Linked DNA regions of Gossypium hirsutum: region 2 is linked to region 1. The links are chromatin contacts, called in public Hi-C maps. All regions are on one chromosome and are shown on one strand. Each heading gives the region's core, a stretch centred on a gene start, on an enhancer-like site or on the middle of the called end of the contact. The rest is flanking DNA. Distances are from core to core; before and after follow the strand shown.

The links. A called contact is a pair of places that touch in the nucleus more often than the background predicts.
Region 2: a Hi-C map of leaf shows a contact between it and region 1, with 3 times the contacts expected there. The contact joins the promoter of LOC107901162 here to the promoter of LOC107930770 in region 1. A contact is called at or near these places in 16 of 34 Hi-C or Micro-C datasets (anther, callus, fibers and 4 more).

Annotation. Positions count from the first base shown.
Region 1 is chrA13:16,876,984-16,883,824 of Gossypium_hirsutum_v2.1, reverse strand. LOC107930770 (pentatricopeptide repeat-containing protein At5g09450, mitochondrial) reads left to right here and starts at 4,321. Exons shown (of 3, transcript XM_016862487.2): 1 at 4,321-4,581; 2 at 4,757-5,009. The coding sequence starts at 4,547.
Region 2 is chrA13:17,035,090-17,041,832 of Gossypium_hirsutum_v2.1, reverse strand. It overlaps LOC107901162 (nudix hydrolase 1), which reads right to left and starts at 2,583. Exons shown (of 2, transcript XM_016827059.2): 1 at 2,248-2,583; 2 at 1,720-2,161. The coding sequence starts at 2,383. The coding sequence ends at 1,863. LOC107930773 (probable isoprenylcysteine alpha-carbonyl methylesterase ICMEL1) reads right to left here. Exons shown (of 10, transcript XM_041084994.1): 3 at 6,396-6,465; 4 at 6,210-6,290; 5 at 5,785-5,859; 6 at 4,875-4,976; 7 at 4,657-4,797; 8 at 4,098-4,163; 9 at 3,544-3,634; 10 at 3,072-3,448. The coding sequence ends at 3,287. LOC107959848 (CLAVATA3/ESR (CLE)-related protein 13) reads left to right here. Exons shown (of 1, transcript XM_016896012.1): 1 at 1-214. The coding sequence ends at 214.

The DNA of each region.
Region 1 (6,841 bases), core at 3,072-5,571:
TTGGCTGTATAGACATAGACTTTGCACTAAGGGAAGAACAACCTGCACCTCTCACTGCAGAAAGCACCCCCTATGTTATAAGGGATTTTGAGAGGTGGAATCGTTCAAATTGCATGAGTCTAATGATCATGAAGCACAACATTTTAGAAGGCTTTAAGGGCATAGAATCTGAAAAGATTACTCAGGCCAAGGTTTCCTTGACGAAATTAAGAAACGTTTGGCTAAAAACGATAAAGTTAAAATGACATCATTTTTAACTTCTTTGATGTCTATAAAGTATAAGGGTCAAGGAAATACTGAGCGATCTAAGGGCTATGAATTTTATGATCCTACAATTAGGAATATTTTTGAGACGAGAATTGCAACATTCTTTTAAGATGTTGAGTTTGGAGGGAGAAATAAGGTTAGAGACATTGTTTTTAAGGAGGAATTAAATTTTAACTCAGTTCCTACTATCACTTTTGATGATGTTTAGGTTCTCATACCTATCATTGATTAAGAAGTGAATCCAGAACCTCAATAAGACAATGTTAAACAACTCCCTATTCAAGATGAGGTAATTATTCCAGAAGAACAAACTCAACAACCTCAAGAATGAATGTTATTAAAAATGTCCACTAGGGAAAGGGTTATAATGGCTTTAGTGGAATAATTTGACATTAAGCTACATTAGATGAATATTAAGTTAATGGTTTCTCAATGGTATCATTGATCATACATTTATATGGTGCAATTAAAAAAAAAACTTTGTGTCTGATGATGCAAAGGTAATGATTTGTAGATTAAGGAACTTCATCTATGGGCTTAAGTAGACTTCTCATCAATAATATTAAAAAATTTACCAAATGATTATCTCATTCAATTTAGAGATGAATTTTGTTGATAATTGTATATACCATAAGTTTTGTGGGAGTAAGGTTCTATATTTGGTTTTATATGTTAATAACATACTGCTTGCCAATAATAAGTATAGCCTCAATCAATGCCCTAAGAATGATTTTGAGATTACAAAAATGCATAAGATTTTTTACATTTTAGCAATGGAAAATCTAATGTACATTCAAGTTTGTATACATTGGAATATTGTGTATATTATTAGGGTGTTAGGCAGATATTTTAAGCAACCCTGTTTTGGACCATTGGATAGCATCCAAAAGGGTTATAAGGTATTTTTAGAGAACAAAAGATTACAGGCTCACATATCAGAGATCTAATTTGTTAGAGATCATCAGGTATATAAACTCCGATTTTGATGTAATATGGATACAAGATTTTGTCACTAAGGTGCAAATTGTGAAAACAAATTGCAGTCTTTTATTCCAATGGCAATAGGAGCACATTAAAGTCAAAACACATAGACTTTAAATTCCTAGTTGTTAAAGTAAAAGTTCAGAGTGGTTAGGTACTTACAAAGCATATTAGGACAAACTCCATGATTGCGGATCCGCTTACTAAGGAACTACACCTAAGGTTTTATAGGAGCACATTGCTCATATGGGTGTAATGTCATTTAAAGGATATTTGGATTTAGTGGGAGTTTGTATTTTTAAATGCTTTTATGTTATAGACACATTTTCAGTTATTTTAGTTTAAAGATAATAAGTTTATTTTCTGCAGAAATAAAGTTTATTTGGTTTATTCACACTCTGATTTTGGTAAGGTTTGATCTCACTAAGGAGGACCAGTTGGAAATAGACATGTTTAGATCATATTGCATGTAATTTCCATGCTATACATCCATACTTGATCTATGTCATTTGGTTGTGTTAATATACGTGATCATGGATGGATTTAGTTACGATATATGTAACGAAAGTCGCCTTGGTTCTATGTTAACATAACTAATGGACGAGATTGTACGGAATGCCTTTTGGATATGATAGTAAAATTTTGAGCTCATAAGGTTATATAATGACATGTAATTATAAAGTAATTAGTATATATATGTGGTTCAAGTGGGTGATTGTTGGAAAATTTGGACATCGCATATATAATAAGGATAATTACATGTTATTATTTACTATCATGATAGGTTAGCCCAAATTAAAAGTGATCTAATTTTAGCCCAAATTAAAAGTGATCTAATTTAGTTAGAATTTAATTACGCTTTTAATTATTAAATAAAGTATGGGTCAAATATCTGTAGATACTCTTCTAATCAAATTCTAATTAATGATGGGCTAATTAGAATTTGATCAGAACTAGAGGTGATCATGGGCCGGGCCGAGTCGGGTTCGGGCCGGGCCCATACAAATTTTTAGGCCTGTCTACTAGGCCCGGGCCCAGCCCAGCCCGAAATATGGGCCTAAAATTTTGCCCAAGCCCGACCCGAAATAAAATTACTAAGCCCGACCCGGCCCGGCCCATATTAAATTTTTTTATTTCATTAAATAAAAAATTTAAAAATATAATAAATCAAATATATTTAAAAACATAAAAACAAATATTAAAACAAATAAAAATAATGCTAAAACAATTCTTAAAACAATACACAAATTAATAATATAATAAAAAATGGTTATATTAAAAATTTAAAATAATTAAAAATAAAATAAAAATATATATTAATATATAATTCAGGCCGGGCCCGGGCCAAAAAACTCTTACCCTAGGCTCTAAACGGGCCTCGTTTTTTTGCCCAAGCCCATTTTTCGGGCCTATATTTTTACCCAAACCCTCCCATTTTTCAGGCGGGCCTTCGGACCGGGCCGGGCCACCCAACCCATGATCAGCTCTAATCAGAACTAATATGCTAACGTTATAAATATTAGGGTTATGGTCCCCAAATTATACACAAGATATCTTTTCTAATATCCCATCATTAAGAAAGAGAGAGCAAATATTCTCTGAATTTCTTATGTACTAATTTAGAAGATCAAATCCCCAAGTTCCAGAAAGTTTCAAAGAATCCATGGATTCAGGTACCCTTCTGCATCTAGTTTTGTTCTTAATTTATTCTTAATAATTTGACATGACAGATCCTAGTTTATTAAGTTATATTGTAGATTTATTTTATAAATTCTAACATGCAAACCAAAATTCCCTTCGTATTAATATGAAAATCAATGAAACCTTGTTGTTACAACAAGCATACGTGCTGTAGCATATTTACAAGCTGCATGCTCTTCAACAAAAAAAATTATCACAGCAGCATAGTTGGCCAATTTTCAATATCAACACATGAGGAAACAAGTGTAGATGATTCCTTGGAAGTAGTGAAAAGCTTGATGAAATGATCTTGCACTAAGTTCTATATAGCTCTTCTTTTAGTTATCCACTTTCCATTAACATCAAAAAGCCCCACGATTTTATTACAATTTATTCGTTTCATTGCTTGTCGGACCTTTGTGAGCAAGGAAAATATTTCTTGCATCTTGCCTCCGTGTATCGTTTTCTTCTTTTGTTGTTGATAAAACGCCAACAGTCAATCTTAACTTGCCTCGTTTTCCAAACTCAAAAATTCAATTTCTTTTATTCGAAATCTCCTTTGTGGATATAGAATTGCAACTTGGTTCCTTAAACCTTTTAAAGCCCCATGTCCAAATGGTCTACACCCATTTTCTATCAACACCATTGGTCTGAAGTGAAGTAGAAAATCATCTCGACGGTTTCTAAGATTTCTATGACTTTCCTAAATGTCGTTGTTCCCACTACCTTTAATGAGACATTGGTCGCTCTTATTTCCAAATCCAGAGAGGCAACCTCTTTTTCACAATTCCGCCTGATTAGTCTAGGTAATACGATCTACAAGATTATCACATAAGTCATGGTTATGAGACTAAGGCCCTTTTTATACAGGATAATGTCTCCATTTCAGGGTAGTTTTGTTCCTGGAAGGCACTCCTGGAATAATGTCACTATTGTCTAAAAGATTATGCACTTGCTCAAAAAGATGAAAGGGAAAAATTGTGATATGGTCATTAAGTTGGATCTTGAAAAAGCGTGTAATAAATTGGAATGGAGTTTTCTATGCTTTTTTGGTTTTTCAATTTCTTGGCTAAATTTAATAATGGATGAAGAAGAATATAAAAGTTTAATTTAACATTACTTGTCAAAAGTGTTTTTGAGCTCAAAAGCATCTTGTTTAACAATGTTTTTATGTCAAAAGTGTTTTTTATCCTTAAAAATGTTTCTTAAAAATAATGCTAAATCAATCTAAATGAAAATTGCCAAAAAAAAATCTAAATTTTGGGTAGACCATTAAAATTCTTTTTGAAAAAATTTATAATAAGATTCAATAAAAAATTGAAATATGTTTTTCTTATGAATTTTGGTTTTGATTGTTTTTTCTGATTCTCATGTTAAAATTGAGCTCAATTTTGAAGTTGATAATGTGTACATATACACACAAAGGTATGTTAAAAAAATTCAGCTGTCTGACCAGTGCAAGCTAGTCAGTGACCCGTTTAAGGCCGCTTACTTATCCGACCCGACCCATATGGACATGTTTATTAACTAAACACCCCCTGCTGTAATCCTGGAGAATTCCCAAAAGGAACAAGTGGGGAAAAGAAGCTTAAGCTAAAAGAGCTCTTTATCAATTTCCATGGCGTCGCGTTCTCTCTTTCTTAGTCTCAGACGGTAACTATCTTCATTCTCATAAATTTCCATTTCAAAGAATTTATTTTAAAAAAAAACATAATTTTATTAAACTGGATCAAATACAATTCTTATTAGTTGTTGTTAAGTTAAAATCTTTTCTTTTATCAAACATCAATTTTCCCAAACTGTAAAATACATATGTGTGTGTGTGCAGGAGAAGCAGCCAACGGTGCATGTCGAGGCCGTTGTCCTCGGGCTCCGTCAGCACCGAATACACGGACGATTATATAAAAAATTCGGAAACCGATGATCTGAGAAGCCGCATTTTCCAGTTGCGCCTTCCGAAACGGAGCGCCACCACCGTTATAGAGAAATGGGTGGGTGAGGGCAACCGGGTTTCCATCTCTGACCTCCGCCAAATTTCTAAAGACCTTAGAAAATCTCAGCGTTTCAAGCATGCTCTCGAGGTATATTTTTACTCAGTAATTGAAGTCAATTAGAATGAAATTAAGATTTGGGTGTTCTTGGGTTGGTTTGATTTGCCTAAAGAATTTAGAAATGCTTGCTTAGTTTAATAATCCTTGACGAAACTTTCCATCACTTTTGCGGCTTCAGAAAAATAATGCTTGAATCCTTGGATTTGATTAACCTTGATTGGGTAAATTGGAGTCATAGCAATTAGACTTGTTAACTTGACCCGAATCCTAATCAATCAACTTGGAATCAAACTCAACCCAACTTAATTTGATCATAAGAAGTATACAACCCAAACCTGAAAGGATCTGATTCCAAAACTGGCGCGAACCTGAATGAACCGAAACTCAAAATGACTCAAACCTATAATAACCCAGCCTAAAAACCTTGGCCTCCTTGATCCAATGGACCTTAACCCAAGGTTTACCTGAACCAATATTACGCAAAAAATTTAAAAAACTTGAATTGACTCAATTTAAATTGACTTGATTCAAAATCAACTTGACTTGCCCAATTGACATGTCTGATAGTAATCCATTGCTTAGGGGAATGGTCTGATTTGTTACTAATGTTAAACAAATAATTAAAGAGATAATGTGTGTGTGTGTGTGTGTGTGTGTGTGTGTGTGTGTGTGTGTATTTCTCAACAAATAGAGAATATCTTAGTATGTATGTTAGGTCAATCTTTTGTCTACAGAAGATTTTTGCAGCACATCAGGGTTTGCCATTTGATTAGCTTGGATGTAGGGTGTAAATGAGACAGTGGTATTATCAAACTATTCAAGTTTGACTAGAAAAAACTTGAATTTGATTCAGTAATTATCAAGTTGAGTTCAAGCTTTAGTAGCTTGAGTTATTGATCAAGCCAAATTTAAGCACCTTAATGCTCAATCTGAACGGCTCATGAGCCTAATCAAGCTTTTCATTTTAATATATTTTTACATTATGAAATTACATTTTTACCCTTATTATATAGAAAGAGCTGAAGTACAAGCTCATATGAACTGGCTTAATCGATCTTTGATTTCAATCTTGAGTATGAAAATTGATAAATGAGTTTAGTTGAGCTCAAACTCTAGTAGCTCTATTAATTCTTGAGCCAAGCTCAAGCTTAGAAATATATGTTTGATCGAGCTCAAGCCAAGCATCGAGCCTTGAATTTTGAGTCAAGCTCGAGCTTGAGCTTACCATTATTTGAGTTCAGTTTGATTCAATCCAATTACACCCCTACTTGGATGTTTAGCTGTATAGCAACAGTGATCTTGTAATGTTAACTACTATCATACATGTCTCGTCTTTTGTAGTAGATTTAAATCTCTACTAAGGCTTGCTTGTAGAAGTGCACTATTTACCTCTTTCACTTTAGAGTTCATTCACTTCCTCTGATTCATTGAAATATGATAACTTTCTTCTCGCTTGCGGTTTTTATAGGTGTAATTTGATTACTATTATAGTGTCTCACAGTCACTTTATTATTTCACCTGTTCTTTGTTTCAGTTATAAGAGGGCATGTTGTGAAAGTTGGTTTTGATGAGAATTTTTATCGATACCAAGAATAATTTTCTTTTCTCGAGTGTGAGATATAAAAGTCTGATGTTATGGGTGTAGGAAAGTCCCAAATCCTTTTTTCTTTCTGTTATAATAGTAGTCCTTTGTGAGTTGCACCTTGCAACATTAGGTTAGTCTCTTTTTCTTTTCCCCTTTCTAATATCAGAAACAAAGTTGGTCAAATTACAGGTTTTATTCCCTGTACTATACTTTTATTTGGATACATTGAAGAGGGTGTGTCTCAGGGCTCAATCCTTGGATGTAGGTTCCAACACCT
Region 2 (6,743 bases), core at 1,334-3,833, 160 kb before region 1:
AACCTTTTCCTTGCTTTCTTCTCATCGTAATCCTTTCATCACTAGAAAAGCTGTTGCTGCTGCCAAATTTGACTTCACTCCGTTTCAGAAGCATCAAGATCAAGCACCAGATCATGCCAAGAAACAATCCAAGCCGGCCGATAACGAGGTTGATCCGCGCTACGGCATCAAAAAGCGCCTCGTACCAACCGGTCCGAACCCATTGCATCATTGATGAATGAATGATGATCATATATATTATTTCAGATCAAAGAAAGAAATAAAAACAGGTTACTATATGGACTTTATTTTATTATTCTTTTCTTTCTTCTGATTATATTTGGTAATCCTTAATTGCTAGCTTTTAGATCATATATATTGATGATATATGTGTGAGATTGTGCTTGTAATTAAATGTATATTAGTAAATTAGGGACAATAGTATTATAATAATCCCAAGACAATAACTGATATCAACATTAGGGTTTTAGATATGTATTTTTTCATGATTATATATGTATGTATATTTCAAGGGAACATATGAGTAGCTGTAACGGCACGGCACGGCACAGCACAGCACAACATAGAAAGCAAATTTCAGCTAATAAGGTTGGTTAGTGTAGAAGGATTAATTGCTTTGTGTTGAAGAACAAATCATGTGGTAATTTGGTTCTTCCAATGCACTCATTGATGGATGATGCCATAGATATGTAGAATTACACTTCACCTTACCCAAATTGTAGCTTAGCTTTGGGGTGGAAATTGGGCCAAACGATGAGGATTTTAGGTGTTGGGCAGTAATTTAGTTTTGGTATGCATATGCAATGCATGTTTCTATGGCTCACTCCTCTTGGTTAAGTTAAAAGGGACTGCTAGTCCTCCCTGAAATGTGCAGAACAGCAAGTCCAAGGGCAACAGTAAGTAAAATTTTCCAATCCATGCGTCTATTTATTCATAAATGGAAACAATTAGATGAACAAATAAAATAGAAAGAAACCAGCAAGAGAAGAGCACAATATTAAGTGGTGAAGCATAACAAACAGCAATCAACAACAATCAAAATGTAAGGGTTTGTGGAATACTTGGATTCAAGTGTAAGTACCGAGTATGTATCCCCACAAAATATGTTCATTTCTTTGTTTAGGTTTTATCATGTATTGAAATGATCTTTGAAGGGTTATATCGGAAACAGATACTTCTAAGAAAAATGAAGACTCGAAACATTTCCAACGGCTGGGAAAATGAGTTTCTGAAGCAAAGGTAACGAGGACATTTGCTTCATTACAGGAGGAGCAGAGTGAGAATTAGCATAAGTAGCTGATTCTGCCCATATAAAATAACAACTTAGCATCTCAGCATTCATGAAATTTACGAGGGGTTTTTAATTTTACTTTCTTTTGTCTGGTATCCAATAGTCATATTGTGTTTCGACTAAATTCAGAGTCAAGCCAAGTCAGACCACTAAATAGAGAGTAAAGCGCTCTCAGTATTATTTTCTTCGTCGACCATATTTGAATCCGAAATCTTGCTTAAAAATATCAAACTCCTTACAATTCCACCTAGCGGTACACCTTTCCCTTCAGAAAGAAGATCTACTTTTTCTTAATTAAAGGGAAGCTACTAGTTTGCATTTGTTAAATACATTAAAACTCCACTACCTTGCATATATCTTAAAATCCAGATAACAAGAACAAAAAATCCATGCAAATTTCACTCTTGAAATCTCTTAGCTACATAATATAAACCATAAAAGTTCACCATCTAAGATTCATATTACAAACAACATTGGTCACTGAATACATCATGATGAAATTAAAATAACCCATGGATCAATTATACGCAAGCAATATGTAAGAATAGAAAACGTATTCATTCAGCGGCTGTCAAGTGGAGGGAAAGGGGTTGAAGCCACTTCGTACCATTTCGTCAAGCGTCGAAAACAAAGGTTGGGGCAGATTATCCCAGTCATACCAATCCCAGCCGTCGCATTTGTCTGGCTCCGGGTTTTGTGGAACTTGATTAGGGTCAGCCAGCACTGCACGGAGAAAGATGATGACGTAATGGCAGGGTTTGGATTTGTCCAGGAAGACTTTATTGGTCACTGTTAAGAAGTCTGCTTTCCCCATTACCAAGCCCGTCTCCTCCATCAGCTCTCTGGCTCCGCACTCTTCGAAGCTCTCACCTGCCAACAATTATTTTGCCCTTTTTTTTTAATTAATGAAAGCGAAACAAGTAGAGATGTGAGTTGAGAGAGAGAGAGAGACGGACCAAACTCGAGGTGGCCGCCGGGGAGAGCAAAGGTGGATTCACCGATTGAGGCGCGGCGGCGACCCAGGAGGACCGATTTCCCCTTCAACACGAACAGCACAACACCTACTCGTGGCACGGGCTGTGTTTCCTCCATCTCGAATGACAGTTCAGTTGGTGGGTTCTCTGGACTAGTAATAAAGAGAAGGGAGACTGGGGGACAACGCAATTAGGCAGTCAAAGGTGGCGTATAATATATTATATTATCAAAATGTAAGGGAAAGTGCGCGGCCCAGTCATCTTTCTTTGTTGGTGGGCTGGTTTTAACTTGCTATTTTGACTTCTGTTTTTTGTCTTTGTCTATCTCTGTCGTCACTGATAACATTCTTCGTAGTTAGGATGCTATTGTGGAAGTTGCACCGGTTTAACTAAATAAATTATTAAAAATTTTAATAGATTCAGATTGATATATCAATCGATCTAAATATGAAAACAATAATATGCAACTCTTTTTTTAGAAGAGAGATATGTTTATAATAACATACATACGGTGAAATTAAAATATGTAAAGAGATGAAATTTTTAAAAGTGTATTAAATTCATTCAAAATATTTTAATTGTATCTTCAAATATTAATATTGTATCAATTAACTATCTATTTAAGTATTAAATATTAGCTTGACTTATATATATATAATTTGACTGTTTTTTAAACATGTTATTGTATTTTGAGGATTTAATTAAAATGTTTTTAAGTTTGATGAGCATTTTAGAATCTAGACCACGGTGTGGGGACATTGGTGTAATTAACCCTAATTTATATTTTAAACAAACACAGCTCTATGTAAGTAAGAAACAATCCAATCCATTACTGAACTTAAATTTAATTTTCTTGTCTTGTTCCGAAACCCATGTTAAAAGATATCTAATAGGATTAAATGAAGGGGGGTAAAAGGCCTGGTAAAGATCATCTACAAACTTACTTCCATTGTTGTTATATTAATGTTATAGTCATGGCTACAATTCATTTTCATAGCATCTGAGAGTAAATGATGAATGGCTAGAAAGGGCTGACATCATGAGCCAATTTCAACATGAACTCAGGTACAAGGCGTCTTCTTGGAGGCGCCACGGCATCTTTTGCAAGGGCTGCTTCATCTTCACCATGTATGATGGCAACAACATCTTCAAACATCTCATCTCTGCCGCCTCTCATGGGATCCTGATTATTTATTTTACATGTATGTTGGCAGAATATTTATACAACATTCACCCAAAATAAAACAAAACACAAAGCATGGTTACTTCTTCCATTACCTGAAGAAACAAATCTGTGTGAGTCTTTCCATCATACAATATGGATTCTGCTTTCCCTCCAACTCTTCGAAGCGTATCAGCAAAATTTTGACTGCAAGGAGAAGGAAAACTTGTTATAAGAAATCTGCATTTGAATCAGCTGTGACCTAGTCATTCAACAATCACTACATAGCAACATCATAACAATCTAGATGCAGAAGAAGAAAATGAAAAGTAGTATTGCTGTAATCTATGATGATTATCAAGGGCCTTATCCATGTATGCACATATAATTATTAACAACAAAGGAACAAACATTTAGAATTATGAATTGAGAGGACGAGATTTAAACCTGGCATCCGCAGGAATAGAATAATCTGCAGTGCCATGAAAAAGAATGACAGGAGGAAGGAGAGAAACAGCAGGCTTAACGTTTGAGTCCTGCACCAGAACTTCAGGAGAGAACTGATGCAAAGAATCTTCCCCTTCCATTATGCTGTATGAAAATGCAGGGACGATTTGAGGGAAACAAACACAGAATGGATCTAAACAAGATTTTCCTGAAACCAACTTACCTTAAAAAGATCGAACGGTATAAACCTCGAGTATGAAAGTGCTCTATGAGGTTAAAAAGATTGTACCTGTTGGGGAACATTAATGATAATTGAGTATCAATGAATATACACAAAAAGGAAATTGCTTTATTACATCAAAATTTACTTGCATGTTTTGTATATAATAACATTACAAATGTTCATTCCAAATAGCTAATGGCACTAAATGAAGGGGCAATGAGAAGGTAAAAAACTTAATGCATTTAGCAAGGAACCAAAAGATAGACATGAGCCATAATAAGAGCTATTAAAGATCATCCACCCTGATATAAAACACTATAATGCTTTGATTATAACCTTTCAGAAGAAAATAGTGCCACATGAATTGAGGAAAATACATCAATACGATTTATCTTTGAGTCAAATTTGAAATCAGAACTGATTCCATAATTATTGTGAAGTTATATTCAATATGAAGTTAAAAGTTTCAAGACCAGATTCATGGTAACAAAGAAAATAACAGTATTTTTTGAGTTCCATGCTGGTTAAGTTCCATGGTTATAAAATTTTTAATAATTACCCTCCAGACAAACCAAGGTAAGCTTTTATCTGGGACACACTCCAAGAAACACTGTCGCCTTCGCCAGTCTCTTTGATTGCCTGGTTTACAAGTGTGCAAGCAGCAATATGTGCACCAGCTGATTGCCCCATAAGATAAATCCTGGCAAGACAAACCATGAATAGAATATTAATTAGTATGATACAAATTAAAAAAAGGGAATATTACTAATCCTCTACCTGTTGGGATCACCTCCATATTCAGAAATATTATTGCAAATAAATGAGATGCCCTGAGAAGCATCCTCCACCATGTCACTTATTGTACCCTGTGGAAAATTTCTGCAAGCAGATTCCAACTATTAGAAAAAGAACAGTACAAGCATAAATTTAAGACGGTAACCAACAGGATCTCTTAATATTAATGGACTGACTAATAATATCAAGATTTAAACCACATGAAGTGGTTGTGTTGCAACTAATCAAACAATATGAATTTACATATTACCCCTAGAAATATTCATTGAGAAGTGCTAAATTTTGCATTCAGAACCATTTATCAAAATATAGCTTACCAGTTTTGTAGAAAAAATGGAGATTATAGTCATTTTAGATGGAAAACAAAATATCATGAAAAAAAATGCAGCCTTTTAGATATGTAAAAGTGCATCAAAGACATTTCAAATGACAAAACCATTAGTGAAAGTCACCACATAGATATCTCCAATGAGATAAAAACAAACAGGTTAAACATTTTGAAGAAGTTTTAGGTCAGACCAAGTGAAGGTAAGATAATGAAATTGTATTAAAAGATCATTCATGCCTTAAATAGGCAAATAATTTCCCCAATATGAGCTTCAAAACTAAACAAGCCAAGAAAAAAAAATGTAAATAACGTAATCTAAACCTGAGCCCAGCTGATGATAAAAGATAAGAAAAGGTTAAATTTTGCAGTAATCAGATCATGAAGGCTTCTATACGCAAATCTTAAGATGCTCAAAGGGCCAGCTTCTAACGACAGTTATACTGTAAAAAATATATGGTAAGGAGGTCAATCAGAGAAACTTAATCAAGAACAATGGTTATCGATCCAGTAAAATAGTGTCATCTCTACAACAAAATGTCATTGCCTTGAAGTGACAAATTTTACCTGTAGTCTATGCATGCCACTATAATGTCTCTTTCTGATAACTGTTGACCTAAAAGAGAACCCCATGCTTTATAACTGCATTAAGAGAAAAGAGCTCTATGAAGCAAATCAACAATAAATCAGCAAGCATAAACCAAATAAGAAGCCAAACAGGTATAATGACAGAAAGAGTAGCCATAGGCCTTTGAGAATCATCAGAACTTGATTTGGCAACGGTAAAAGAAAAAAGTAATTTCTATATTAGAGGTTATACTTCCCCTTCTGATTATATGAGTTACTTTTCATTCTAAGAATCTTCAGTATCTTTCAGTATGATCACACAACAAATTTGAAGCTTTTGATTTCCAATAAAACTCAAAGGAGAGCAGTCTGCCACTACAATTGAGAATTTCTACTACGGTCCATATATATGACAAATAGCTCACCCAATAATCCAAGCCCCACCGGTTATAAAAGCTACCACGGGTTTTCTCCCTTGGCTGGTTTTAGGCAAATAAAGATCAAGCCTGCAAACAAAGTTTGAGTTATCGATGCCTGAAATTCCAATACAATTGCAAGGGCATACATACTAACCGCTTGGAAATGCAAAAGAAATAGACAATCAACTTTACCTATTTCTAGGCTTTTCACCGTATATTATGCTCCTACGGACCTGTCTGGAGAAGAAGTAGTAAAAAGCAACTGCAAAAAGGAAAAGTAAGCTCATTATGCTATTTTAGATCCATCAAGTCAAATGTAAACTGAACAAAGAAACGCAGTGTCTCAAATTATGGTTTTGTTTGGTTCTGACTTTTGCTCTTTGCCTTTTGCTTCCAAGAAGATTGCTATAAAGCAAAATCATAATTGATTAAAAATGACTAAAATCTAACATGATTGTTCCATATAAATCTTAACATGTAAACTTTTTATTCAAAGAAGTTACATTTTAGTTTACATTAATCAAGAAGGTAGTTTGTTTT